Linked DNA regions of Mus musculus: region 2 is linked to region 1. The links are chromatin contacts, called in public HiChIP or PLAC-seq maps. All regions are on one chromosome and are shown on one strand. The core of a region is the stretch at or near the end of the contact, and the rest is flanking DNA. Distances in the headings are between cores, read along the strand shown.

Region 1 (6,678 bases), core at 2,870-5,369:
CGAGGACCTGAAGAACATCTGAACGTGCCTGCATTTGGAAAGTCAGTGCCAGACCCACCCCTAAATGCACTGGACTATATGGGCATTTTCTCTGAGGAAGATTATTAAGAATTTAGCCACTCACTCTGACAGCTTGATAGATGGAGTGGTTTTGCATGGCGTCCATTGGAAGAAATGCCTAAAAGGAAGACATTTTCTGTCTGGGGCGTGTGGGTGTGTGTGCGCGCATGCGCCTGTGTGCTCCTGAGTAGTGTTTTCCACTTCACTCAGATGTTAAAAGTTTCTACAGAAAGAACATGAACAATAACTGGATCCAATACCATTTTGTATTTGATTCTATTGATCATCACCTGCCCCCTTTAATTTCTGCTTTGGGTTGTAGTGCAGTGGTGATAATAAGTGCTATTATGGCCACTGTGAGCAGCTACTGTCATCCCCATTTAATGTGTTAGAGTCTAGCCAGGGGATGGAAACCATGCCAGTTACTTACAGAGAGGCAGTTATGGTCCAGTGTAGAAGAGAAATGCAGAATGAAGGTAGTAGGTAGGCTGCTGAGCCAGCTAGATAATAAAAAAAAAAAAAACACATTTCAAATCTGAAATAACCAGGAAAGGTGAGAGCGCTTTTGAGGCTGACATCCAAGAAAAGAGAGAGCTAAAGATCTACAGAGGGGGCTGGTGAGATGGCTCAGCAGGTAAGAGCACCCGACTGCTCTTCCGAAGGTCCTGAGTTCAAATCCCAGCCACCACATGGTGGCTCACAACCATCCGTAACAAGATCTGACTCCCTCTTCTGGTATGTCTGAAGACAGCTACAGTGTACTTACATATAATAAATAAATAAATCTTAAAAAAAAAAGAATCTACAGAGTGTTTCAGAGATATCTGGGAGATCACTGGGCTTCCAAACTCAGTGTCTCCAAAGAACAGTTAAAGAGACTGGTTTACGTGGGGACCCATTCACATAAAGAGCACGTTAGGGCTGGAGGTGGAGTGAGAAGAGGCAGGGGATAACCCTTCAGTATAGGGGAGACAACCTCCAACGGAGGCTCCAAGCCTCACAGCAGAAAGACACTTCCTGACAATAGAGTAATGGCGCACCCGCTGAAGGAGACAAAGCCAACTACCTAGGTTCAAATCCCAGCCTTGATAGAGTGTGTTTCCCAGTATTTGGTTGTGTCTGGCTCCCTTGGAGTTTGTGCTCCTTCTGAATACCTCCTCTCGCTATGTATGTTCCTTCATGTTCTCAAGCAACATGGGACCAGCTGGTTTAGGAGCCACACTGAGAACCAGGACTATAGGATGTGCTGTGGCCACAGGGCTTGAAGGACAAAGGCTCCACCCCTGCCCCACTGAAGCCTGGAAGAGTTACATTCGTTAAGACTTAGGGGGCTGGCTGGGTGTGGTGGTACACACTGTTAATCCCAGCACGAGGGAGGCAGAGGCAGGTGGATCTCTTTGAGTTTGAGGCCAGTGTGATCTACAGAGCAAGTTCAGGACAGCCAGGGCTACACAGAGACCCTGTCTCGAAAACACAAACCAAACCAAATGAAAACATCTGGGTGACAAGCATAATGGGGTGGTTTAGTTGTTAGAGCACTTGCCTCGAAAGTTTAATCCCCAGCACAGCATAAAACAGGCATAGAGGCATATGTCTGTCACTGCTTTTGTGCGCTTAGCAAGGAACCTTACTTGGTCTTAGTTGCTACAGAGAGGGAACTGTCAGTACCAGAATTCTACAGCATCGTTGGGGTCTGATGTTCAGGAACCATAAGTGGATAGGAAAAGTCCCCTCCCCCAAACTAGAGGCTCTCCCCTGTGGCCTCGAAGCTTCCCTCTCGCACCTCTTAATGGTGGAGCCTAACAGGAAGCGATGGTGATTGATCCCAGCTCTTGGGAGGCAGGGGCAGGTGGATCTCTGAGTCCAAGGCCAGCCAGGTCTACAGAGTGAGTTCTAAGACAGGCAAGACAACAGAGAAACCCTGACGGGAAAAAAAGAGAACAAAATATGAATTTGGTTGGTAGAGTAGTTACTCATGATGCATGAAATCCTGTGTTTGATTTCCCAGAACCACATCAGTTGGGTGTAGTCAAGTACGTCTGCAGGGCTAGGGTTTGGAAGTGGAGACTGGAACATTAAGAGTTCAAGGTCATCTTTGGATGTGCCAGTGGCACAACAGAAAACCCTGGCTCAGACCAAAAACAAAACCCTAGAATAGTAAAGAACAAATAGAGGTTGTACACTTGCTTAAAAAGCAGTCGGTATTATTTTATTTATTTGTTTGCCTCTTTTGGGGTTTTAGAGACAGGGTTTCTCTCTGTAGCCCTGGCTTTCCTGGAACTCATATTTGAAAACCCGGCTGGCCTCTAACTCATAGAGATCTGCCTGCCTCTGCCTACTAAGTGCTGGGATTAAAGGTGTGAGACACCACGCTCAGCTTGAAGAACAGTTTTTTTTATTTCTTTTTTTTTCTTTTTGTTTTTTTTTTTTAAATTAGGGTTTTATTTTTATTTTATGTACAGTGGTGCATCTACAGCATGCTTATCTGTATGAGGGTGTCAGGTCCCCCGGAGCTGGAGCTACAGACAGCTGTGAGCTGCTATGTGGGAGCCAAGAACCAAACCCTGGTCACCCAGAAGAGTGGCTAGTGCAACCAAACACTGAGCTGTCTTTCCAGCCCTTGAAGAGCAGTTCTGATGCCATGAGGCCTTCACTGGTCTATGTCCCAGTAGACGTGATCATCCCCCCCCCCCCCATTGACGAAACTTCCTGGTCATTTTCTCATGCTTCTTTGACATAGGCGTCACTTGCCAGCAAGAAGGTGTGCTGTGTTGGAAGAGACCCATGTCTCCCTGTTGCTGAATCTTCCACGGTGCTGGTCTGGGCTGCTTCGTGGTGCCCTGTAGAGCTATGACCTTGCAGTTCATACGTGTTCTGAGCATGCTCTATTTTCCATTTGTTTCAGAACAAACGGACTGCTTGGCCTTGAACACACAGGCCTGGACTGTTCTAGTCTTAGCAAAAGTAGCGTAGGGGTGAAGTTGCAAATCAGCCGTAGACTTTCCAACTCTGGCATGTCAGAGCGGGAAGAGGTCATCAACGCTGCCAGGCCAAGCCCACTCCACTTGTCGGCTAAGACTGCCCATGCCACACCAATATGCCACATCTATACGATTTCACCAAATCTGCACCAGTACATAAGGTCTGCTGTAGTGGTGTGCGAGATCCACCCCACTATGCCAGGCTCTTTCCCCCATCCCCCCACCCCAGTGCTCCCCCTTAGTGTTCTGGGGTCTGCCTGTATCCCAGTGCCTGTATCCCAGTGCACCAGTTCTACCTAGATCTGCCCCAGCATACGAGGTCAGTGTCAATGCACCAGGTCCACACCAGTGCTCCAGATCAGCTTCCCTTTGTGTGAGCTCTGGAAAGCCTGGGGTTGGGGACTTGGTTTTTCTCGAGCCAGGCCCATGCCTTCAATCACCTTCCCAGAATACAAAGTCAGAGTAACAGCTTCTGCTGCTTCTGAAATGAGTTTTCCACTCATGCAAATTGCTCTCTGACTTTGAGCACCCACGTGGGTGGGAGCCTCGCTTTCCGCTGCTCAGTTGGTGAAGGAGGGGGGACATCACAGGGAGATTTTTTCCCCCCTCCTAGCCAATATAGGCAATACCCTTCCTCTAATCAACAGGTTCACAAACACTATCTGAGAACCAGAAATGAATTTATAAAGGGCTCTTCTGGCCTTGTGGAATTAGAGCAGAGATACTGCTTTCTTTTCAGTTCAGTTAATCCAAATGAGCTGAGTCTCCTTTCTATAGGGAAGGGCAAAACAAAACAAAAACCCAGCCCAGCCAAAGCAAAGCATACTTAGCTGCCAAAATGAGACTCCAAAAATAGTTCGGGTCATTGGAATCACGCGAGAAATAGCATTTATATAATCTCTCTCTTGCAAGAGAACTTGAAAGTGATTTCCGTACATTATATGCGGAGAATATGTGGGGTTTATTTTACCGACTTTTGTCTGGAAAGCTTGTTTGTTGGTGCCTTTTCTTTGCTCTGCATAAGTTATCTGAGCTCCTTCATCCTGAATAGGGAGTATGGGAGTAGTGGCCCCATCTGGAGGCTGGATGGAAGAGTCAGACTGAAACGGGCCTTCAGCTCTGCTTATTGGCTTTTATGGTATTGCAGTGTATTGGTAGATCAAGATCCCCAATTTGTACAAAGGGCACAGAGACCCAGTGAACCATCCATGTCCTTGGCTACAGAATCAGAGAGTGTAATTCAAGGACAGAGCTGTGTGTAGGCCTAGGGCTTTGTGATTGTAAAAGAGAGCAAAGCCAATCTTGCCAGGCAGGGGAGGGAGCCTAGACTGGAAGCCTAGGGTGCTCTAGGGCGTGGCTTGAGGTTACAGATGTGAGAAGTGCGGAGGATTTAGGACCACATGGTGTAGCCTCCGGGGCTATGCTCTGGAGTCAGTTCATGACCCTGCAGAGCCAAGTGTGGTGCCAATCCAGGAGTTGTGTTTGCATTGTTAGGATCCACTCAGGCTGTCATCAGATCTTGTGCCTTGGTGCTCCACCTCAGGGATTTAGGAAGGGAGAAGGCATCTCTACGCCTTCCCTTTTACCATCCCCACAGATCCACAGGCATCACTTTCTCTATTGTACCCTGGAAACATGGCTTGCCCCTCTCTCTGGCTACTCTGTCTTTGGCTCTTGTTCTCCTAGCACTTGTCCTTGAAGCGGCCAGGCTCTTTCCTTGACCTTCAGGCTTGGCTTCCTCTGCCTTATCCTTCATCTGCTGCCAGAGGAACAGCATCAGGAGGCTGGGCTCTCCATGCCACTTCTCTGCCCAGCCTGTGGCCCTGTGGCCCTCTAGAAGAAAGCCTAAGGAAGGTCTTTCAGCATGGGTATTCCATATGTCTGCCTCCCCACATGCCCAGGTTTCGCCAACCCAGATAGAACATACTATACGCTATGTCAACACGGTCTTTTTAAGTGAGCTGTACCCTTGCTTGGAGCTTTCTGCCTTTCCACACTCCACATATCCATCCCTACACCAGCAGCCGTCTGTGGGCCTGCCAGCTAACTTGTTCCTTCCCCACCTGGACCATTGAGCTATATTTCCCTCCTTCTGCTCCCATCCTCTTGTTTGTGTGGCCCAGGGCCTCATTGGTATTGTTTTTGCCTGTCTATCATGTTATTAGTAGATGGGCGCTCCTGCCAATCCCCAGTTCTGTGCCAGGCTCATGGTGGGTCCCTAGCAAGTGTGTGTGTGTGGGGGGGGGGGGGAGGAGTAAATAGAGAGAGCCCAAAGGAAGGAGCCCAGAGCAGCAGCCTAAGCCACCTTCATTTGTCCCAATGATCAAGCTGTTCCCAGAGTGGGCCTCCTTTCTCCTGAGGGTAGTACTAGGCTTACCGGAGGAAAAAAAAAAACAGGGGAAAACTCATTTGTGTATATAGCCACCCCACCTCCCTCCTCCTTGTCCCAGGAGGAAATGATATTTCCATACATCCTAAACATCCGCCTCCTTTAGCATCTGCGGAAGCTCAGTGGAATAATGAAAGATAATCAGCAATGGGCTGAAATTGCCTCTCCTTTGGCAAGGTTGGTTTTTTTTTGTTTTTTTTTAATTCCTTCTTAACTACTGTCATGTCATAGCTTATGGGGGTTTTGTATATGGACCAGAGCTTTGCTGATTCTTCATCCAAGGTGATTGGGGTAGGGGAGGGTTGTGTACAGTATGTGTGCCTTGCGCTTTTCCAGAGGCAAACATGACTCTGTTCAGATCCTGCAAAAAATGGTGGCCCAGTGAAGCTGGCAGCGTGTAAACATGGCAAGAGGGAACCTGATGTACTGGCCTAGGGCTCCACATGCCCTTCCCGGGGGAGCTTCTTGGAAGAAGCACTGGCAGGAGCTGGCCAGGCCGGAGGCAGTCTCTGTATTAGCTTCGTGCTCAGTTATGTGTCATCAGAGCCATTAAGGGCCATTAAGAGCCTTGGTTTCTGGTCCCAGCTCTACTGCCAACTGGCTGTGAGTGGCCTTGGGCAGACTGCATGGCTTCTGGGGTCTGGATAGCACTCTTCTATCAAAAGAGGGTTTGGATGTCATCTCTGGGTGTCTGATGAACTCAAAGAGAGAGAGAGAACGAGCCACTTGGAGAAGAGCGTCAGGCAGGGAGGTGAGGGGGGCTGGGGCTGCTGGGAGCAAGTGCTTTGAAGGTGGGAGGGAGACAGGACAGAGGAGAGAGCAGGTCTACTCAGCAGGGAAGAAGCTCCCCTGAACTGGAGCCAAATGCCTCTGGACTTCCAAGCATGAACTTTGGAATTCCAAATTGGCCAGAAAAACTCACGGCCCGGGCCCAGTGAGGCCAGCTGGTACCGCGCCCATAGGTTCTTCCAGAAGTGCTGTGGTTTATGAGCCCCAAGGGACTCAGCCAGCTTTGGCTCGTCTTCTTTCAACTCTTAAACCATTCCCCTTCCCTAATGCATGAAGCACCCCACAGTATCCTGAGGAGCCCACCGTAGGCCGGAGACTATGCCAGATACCGCCACCACGTAGTCCTGTCTGTCCTTGTTATCATCCAACCTTGTGTTCACCTTTATATGCTTGGGATGAGGGAAGACATGGGGACATTGGAGCCAGGATCTTGGGGTGGGGTTGACTTTTGTTCTGGGA
Region 2 (6,678 bases), core at 1,048-3,547, 140 kb before region 1:
GCTCGTCACTGCGGAAACGCCACTCCTTGGTTGGTTAGTGTGGCCAGCTGACCTTCTGCTGTGTAACTTGTGTTTCTGACACCAGCAGTGTGCTTTCTATTCAACACATGCCTCCTTTGACTCAGTAAATCAACTGAAATGTAGTTGTGGTACCAGCAAAATATATCAGCAGCTCCTCTCATCCTTAGTCCCTCTCCTAAGAGCAAACCCAGAGCCCAGGAGTTCCACCTAGAAGAATGTCATCCCAGGCAGTAATCAAACAAAGTTCTTCTCAAATAATAAAGGACTTATTCAAGGATGTCCATTGTGGCACTGTTTATACAGACAAACTGAACAACCCAGCTGACCAACCCCTAAGGATTAGCTCAGTTGGGTTGTATCCTTCTGTTGTTCTGCAACCATGGAGCTCGCTGGCTGATGCTGAAGGTGCTCCCACCAGCTGGGTGGAGTGGTCCTGGAGCCCACTCAGAAACCCCAGCGTTTTGTAATGGAGTCTCATGTTTAGGTTTGATATAAATGTATAATACCCATTTTTTTAAAAAAGGAAATATATACAAAATTACATCCATATTTAAGTTGGAAAACCTGGGGGGCGGGGTCAGAGAACATGGCACAGTTGGTATGCTTGCTATGCGTGTACATGAGAACCCGAGTTGCATCCCCAGCAGTACGGAGAGACAAATAGAAAGATGCCTGGGCCTTGCTGAGCCATCTTGCTGAGCTGGTGAGCTTTCAGGTTCAGTGAGAGACTCTGACTTTTTAAAATGTGTAGAGTCATAGAGGAAGACACCCAATGTTGAACTCTGTCCGCTACACACAAAACCAAAGAACTCAGAAATTGTGGATGAGGTGGATAACCTGGGTAGGTGGATGGATAGAGAAAGCCAGCGGTATTGCTGCCTGGGAAGGTTTTTGTCATGAAAAATAATCATTACCTTCCTTTTGAATTCAGCATCTTTTGCTTTTAGAGTATGAACCTTGCTGAGAAAAATGGAAACATCTGAAAGTGAAGCCCCGCCCCTCCCTTCCCCTCCCTGTCCCTTTGCATTGTGAAATTCCCAGAATTAAGAGGGGGACATTTGACCTGGGTCTGTGAGAGGCTGTTCCAGGCAAGGAGCCTATCCACTTGGGCCTGTATAGAAAGACCTGGCTGCACGCTTACAGTCAAGGACGAGTGTCTTGTCCCGAGTGCAGAAAGATGACATAGTCCTCTTCACTCAGGAATCCTGGTCTCCCCAGCGCAGCACCGTAGACGAATGACCTCTGGGGTGTCTCAAGTGGCTTGGTTCTTGTGACAAGATTATGAAAGCAGCCTCCACTCTTACTGGTGAAATAGACACAATTAGCCCTGTTTTGTCTACATTAAGCCCAGCGAGGAGGACAAAGAACAGTTGAGATGATAAATAAATGTGCTTTAGTTAAAACCTATGTGACAGCTCAGAGCGTAGGTAGAGATCTGTGGGCTCAAGGGAGGCCTCACCTGGGGCTCCTGCAGGACACTGGAATACAACTCTTAAGAACTTTTTTTTTGTTTTTTGTTTTTTTAATTTCCCTCTGTTAAACAGCTCTACATTCTACAGAAGGAGGTTGATTCCAGGAGGTTTCAGCACCTTCAACTGCATTTTTGAAAAAGCCCTATTTCCATTAACTTGCTTCGAAATAAAAAGCTAGTAATTTTTTTTTTAAAAGGTAAATGGTAACATTTTTGCTTTCCTAAGGGCATGTGCTGTCCTTGAAACCAGAATGTCCAACAGTAAATTATTTGATTCCTTCCAACAGTACCCCTTGTGTGTGAGGCAAGTATAAACTTCCAATAAGGACAAACTACTCAGTCAGCCCAAGCTTGGAGCTGTGTACTTTTCTACCCAACTGGGTGGGCCAAAAACCCTCCGTGGAGTTTGCTTTAGGGTGGGGTGCGGCAAACCTGGGCCACTGAGGCTATCAAGAGGTTTGCTTAAGACTTAACTTACGTGGGTTACTGCAAAAGGGTTTATCTAGAGTTGTTCTGCTCTTCTGTGTTTTTGTTCCCTACCAGCGGTTGATGGGCACGGTGAGCTGGTCGCCTTGGCACCAGGCTGTTGAAGGCATAATCAAATCACAACCCTCATTTTCTGAGTTACGTAATTTTGCAGAATGGACGCAGTGGCTCCTGGGAAAACTGTCTTTCCTCCTGTGAATTTTAAGGTCCATTTATAAAATGAGATGCTGTGTTGAATAGATGGCTGGGAGCGGGGAGGGTAACCTCATTTCACCTTTCTGCGTCTCCGAGGTTGAGTGGCCTTTGCCCGTGGCGCCTTCATGGAAACAGTTCTAAATATAGTTTCTGTTTGTTGTTGAATAATGACACAGGAGGGCCGGTGGTAGGGTTTCCAACTCCTTTCAGTCAGCAAGCAGGACAGAAGGCATCCCGTTTAGAGGGCCACTGTGACCAGAGGGCCACTTGAGGGACTGTGCCGTCAGCGTTCAGGCTATGCTTGCCACTCCAGGTGTACTGAGTGTGAACTGTCTCTCAGCTTCCTGAGACCTACCCACTCTCTTCCCCCAAGTTCTCTAATTGGTTCTTAACTAGTACACAAGTGAATCGAAGGCATATAGCTGGACATTCTACCCTGCCCTGGGTGGTTCTCCATCCACAGGTCTTAGCTAATGTTTAAGGGAGTGGATGATGTAATGTCCAGAGTCATGGGTACCAGTGTGGTTTTTTGCAGGGATTATCACAGGCCATGTAGGGCCCTAGTGTTCCAGGCTCTGGTACCTTTATCTTCGAATTCGTATTTCCGGCCAGACAAGGGATGAGATTATATTGTTTTCTTTGCCTGAAGAGGCTTTTTGGTCTTATTGTTCTGTTGTGTCTAGAACAGCTTAAACTCCATAGTGAAACTTTTTCAACTGGCCCAGGACATACGATTCTGTGTTCCTGCTTGTATTTCCATGCAGTTTCCTGATGAGCCCACAGCCACAGGCAGACCTGCTTTGAGGTATCAGGCTGGAGTCAGGTGACTTGGGTTTCTAGAAGTTTCTACAAAAGCTGAATAAAAGGGGGAGAGTTGAGATGTCAAGAAAGAGGAGCCCAAGAGCTGAGTGGGTCAGTTGTCTTGATACTCTTGGGGCTGAGCCCTGCAAGGGATGTACGAGAGTTCTGCTGCATCTCAGTGAGTCCCCAAAACTGGGAGGGACATTGTAGCAGGTGCAGGGAGCGCCAGTGTGTCCTAAAGTGCCATGTCACATGACCCAAGACTACCAGGCATATGGCCCTTCTTAGTAAACACTAGGTAAATGTCTCAGGCTTCTCTGAAGTGATCTCGATGCCCCGAAGGGATAAGAGGACAGGTTTTATTATTCTCTCCATTTTGTGACTTTGTATTGGGAAAGCAAAGGCTTGTGAAGAGGCAGGGTTGTGGGAGATGTTTTTACCTTAGCGAACTGCAGCATCTTCAGATGCTTTGAATGTTACAGACTTGATTTTTTTTTAACGTCATACTGGGAAATGATCTTAGTCTCCTCTTGTATAGTAACGTAGTAATATATCATGTTTGCTTCTCACTGGGCACCTAGTAAGCTTTTCTCCGTGTGGGAGACACACTTTGGAATTTGATCATGGTGCCCGTTTTTACTGAGATGCCTAGGGGACTTGGAAGTCAATGTGGGGAAGAGAAGAGACACAGTGTGTCTGTGAATCGTGTTTTCAGATTTATTTTACCCCCTTTCTGTGATAAGACTCTCTAGTTTGATTGTCTTATGTCTCATCGTTGGTTATCTTCGAGCCTTAGAGAAAGCAGGGAGTTGAAGATCCTTTTTAAATAATTACATAACACAAATAGGGGACAGCCTAAGGAAACCTTCACATCACACAGAAAGCCTTAGAACGGGAGAAGTTTCTGAAGCAGGTGGATAGATGCTATCACATTATTTAAGAGTAGATCCACAGGCCAGACTGCCAGGGTTAGAATCTTGGCTCTGCGCTTTTATTGGCTATGTGACCTGGATATAGCCTGACCTCTCTGTCATTTAGTTTCCACATCTGTAAAATGGGGCTGTCTCCTGCCTCAGGGTTTATGCAGAAGCCTAAGGAATGTGCGCTGCTCATAGATGCATCCTGTTCCCTTGCCCTGTTGGCTGCGTTTGGTCCACGTCGCTGCAGATGACACATTGGCCTCTGAATGCTTCTCTCCCAGGCGTCTCATTCTTAACTTCTTTACTCCCAAGTCAGCCTTTTCTGGGTGTAATTAACCAGGGTACTGCTTACGCCTTTAAATATTTTTTAGTGAGAAGACTTTTCCTGTAGGGTTGGCATACTTTCTCAGGGGACCAAGGAAAAGGTGACATGGTTTACGTGGCGCCATGGGCCTCGACTAGCCCCAACAATACCTGTGGCTCAGCAGTGGTGGCTTCATCCTGGACTATTCCATCCAAAGGTCACCTTGTTTCTCTGTGCCTTAGTTTTCCTACAGTACTATGGGGTACATCAACTCCCTTGTCACCTCTGGGAAGCTGGAGTCTATCCTGTGCCCCCTGGGTGGAGATTTTCAGCCTGAAGGTTTACTGAACCTCTTCAGGGAGCAGGATTGAGAAGCCGGTAGTGCCTTTGGATTGGACGGTTCTAGTCATGTTTCTTCCCTGATTCTTGACAGTGACAGAATGCAGACAAAGTGGAAGACTGGCTGAAACTAAGGATTTACTGCCATTTTGTTGGTTTGGATAAAGGGAGACAGACTTCCCGGCTCCTTTGTTCCCAAAGATAGACAGGTGGAGAGTGATACCTGCCCCCCCCCCCCCCCCCACCTTGTGGGGTTGCTTTCTCCTGTACGAGTGCAGCAGCAGGGGTTGGGAAGAGTAACAAGCTAACAGAAACTGGTAGGAGACTTCAAGCTTGGGATTTAGCTATGATTAAAGCAGGAAGGCTTATGCCAGCACTATTGTTTGTTTGTTTGTTTGTATGCTTAACTACTGTTCTTGGTGGTTAAGGTCAGCTCAGCTCTTCTCTTCTAGCTGGCTCCTCTGCCAAAGTTATAGAGATGGATGTCCATGACTGATCTTCTGACTGTCATAGGGATGTGGCACCCCATGTGTTGTATTTCTCTGGGCATATTTTGTCCATTTTTATGGTTATATCTGGCCCCTCCTACCCACATTTCCTTGAGAAGTCAGTGGGTGAATTACTAGATTTTCCTCTGAAATGGATGAACTCATAGACGACTGAATGTTATCATTCTAGAGCCTAGAGGCCTTGGAGGTGGGGCTACTCCAATCCCAGGCCTTCCCCTACAGAATCGAGCCCTCCTTTCCACCAGCTGGCTCTCTGCAGGAATACCGCAGGATCCCCAGAGCAGCCTGGGCCCCATTGAGTTTTCTTCTGTGGTTCACTGTGAGTGAAGCTCTGAGTGACTGCCTCCTGAGCTCTCAGCTTCGTGACCAATCCATCCTCAGCTTTGTGGAGCTTGAGGCTCTGAGGCATCATTCTTGTCCGTATATATACCTTTAAATAAAAAAAGCTGGGAGTAGTGGCTCATGTCTATAATCCCAGCAGCCCGGGAGTTAGAGGCAAGAGGGTATGTGAAACCCATTATAAGAAACAAATAACAAATGACAAAAAGCAAAAACAAACAAACAAAACCAAAAAAAAAAAAACCCTGGAAAAAAAGAGGAAGAAAAATATTTAAATCCATTTAAAGAAGATACATTAAAATATATTTCTACAAGAGCAAGATGTTTTCATAAATGTATACATATAAAACATTCATATTAGTGTAAATATATCTACATTTCATATTTATCATTCCCTTTGATGGAAGTATTCAAAATCACCCTTCCTAGCTTTTTCAGATACACAGGACATCATTATGTATCATTGTTTCTGTTTTAATATTTGTAAAGTCTGGGCGCATTTAATTAATATAAGTATTTGATACAGTGACTTGTCTAAGAATGGCAAATGAACGTTGGGCCTTCTGGTAGTGTTAATGTCCAGAACATTGAGGGAGCATTATAGGATCTATCTATTATTGAACTCCTCAGTGCCAGGAGTCAGAATGTGTGTTGGTTAGCTATTGTTGTGTAACAAAGAGTCTGGAGTTTGGTAACTTTAACTGGTGTACACTTTTTGCCTCATGCGGGCCTGTGGAATGGGCTTCTAGGCTGGATGGTTCTGGTTCAGGGGCACTCATGAGATGGGGGTCAAGCTAAGTCCTGGGCTTCTGTCAGCGGAGGGTGTGGCCGTATTAGAGGATCTGCTTCTGGAGCCCTCCACAGAGTCAAGGCAGACAATCCTCACAGTGTCCCAGCTATTGTCTCCAGAGCTTAGCAACTACCTCTCCCTCCAGCTCTTAAAACTGTTTTCTAGGCTTGACATTACAGACTGCCCGGTGAAGGATGCCAGGCTCAGAGAGACTGGTTAACTTACCTGAAGTTACCAGATACTGGGACTAGGACCCTGTCCCTGGTAAAACTGTCTAGTCCTGGGTTTCTTCTAGATATTCATAGCGGGTGATTGTCTCTTCTAAAACTGTGGTCTTGGAGTTGACCCCAGGAACCCTTTTTGGGTCAGTGTTTCCCTCCAATCTTCTGATGGACAGGAGTGCTCTTGAGTTTCTTTCTCAGCCTCATCCCTCATGGCTGGGCATCCCTGAGGTCAGACTGCTCCTTCGGGAAGGCCTGGTTTCTCTGTTGCTTGTTAGCCAT

What was found. HiChIP or PLAC-seq counts read pairs in DNA pulled down with a chosen protein or histone mark.
Region 2: an H3K27ac HiChIP or PLAC-seq map of heart atrium shows a contact between it and region 1, with 5 read pairs. The contact joins two enhancer-like sites. A contact is called at or near these places in 10 of 484 Hi-C or Micro-C datasets (bone marrow-derived macrophages, embryonic stem cells and rod photoreceptor) and 2 of 115 datasets of contacts at active chromatin or transcription factors (embryonic stem cells and heart atrium).

Annotation. Positions count from the first base shown.
Region 1 is chr11:88,513,987-88,520,664 of GRCm38.p6, reverse strand. The region is part of intron 6 of Msi2 (musashi RNA-binding protein 2); the gene reads left to right. Among named protein-coding and RNA genes, the nearest start is that of 0610039H22Rik, 100 kb to the left of the region's middle. Within about 2 kb of position 4,119, at least 32 of the 459 cell types and tissues checked have an H3K27ac peak or open chromatin away from gene starts, as enhancers often do. A contact at or near this core is called in heart atrium, where this site is marked.
Region 2 is chr11:88,650,555-88,657,232 of GRCm38.p6, reverse strand. The region is part of intron 5 of Msi2 (musashi RNA-binding protein 2); the gene reads left to right. Among named protein-coding and RNA genes, the nearest start is that of 0610039H22Rik, 35 kb to the right of the region's middle. Within about 2 kb of position 2,297, at least 30 of the 459 cell types and tissues checked have an H3K27ac peak or open chromatin away from gene starts, as enhancers often do. A contact at or near this core is called in heart atrium, where this site is marked.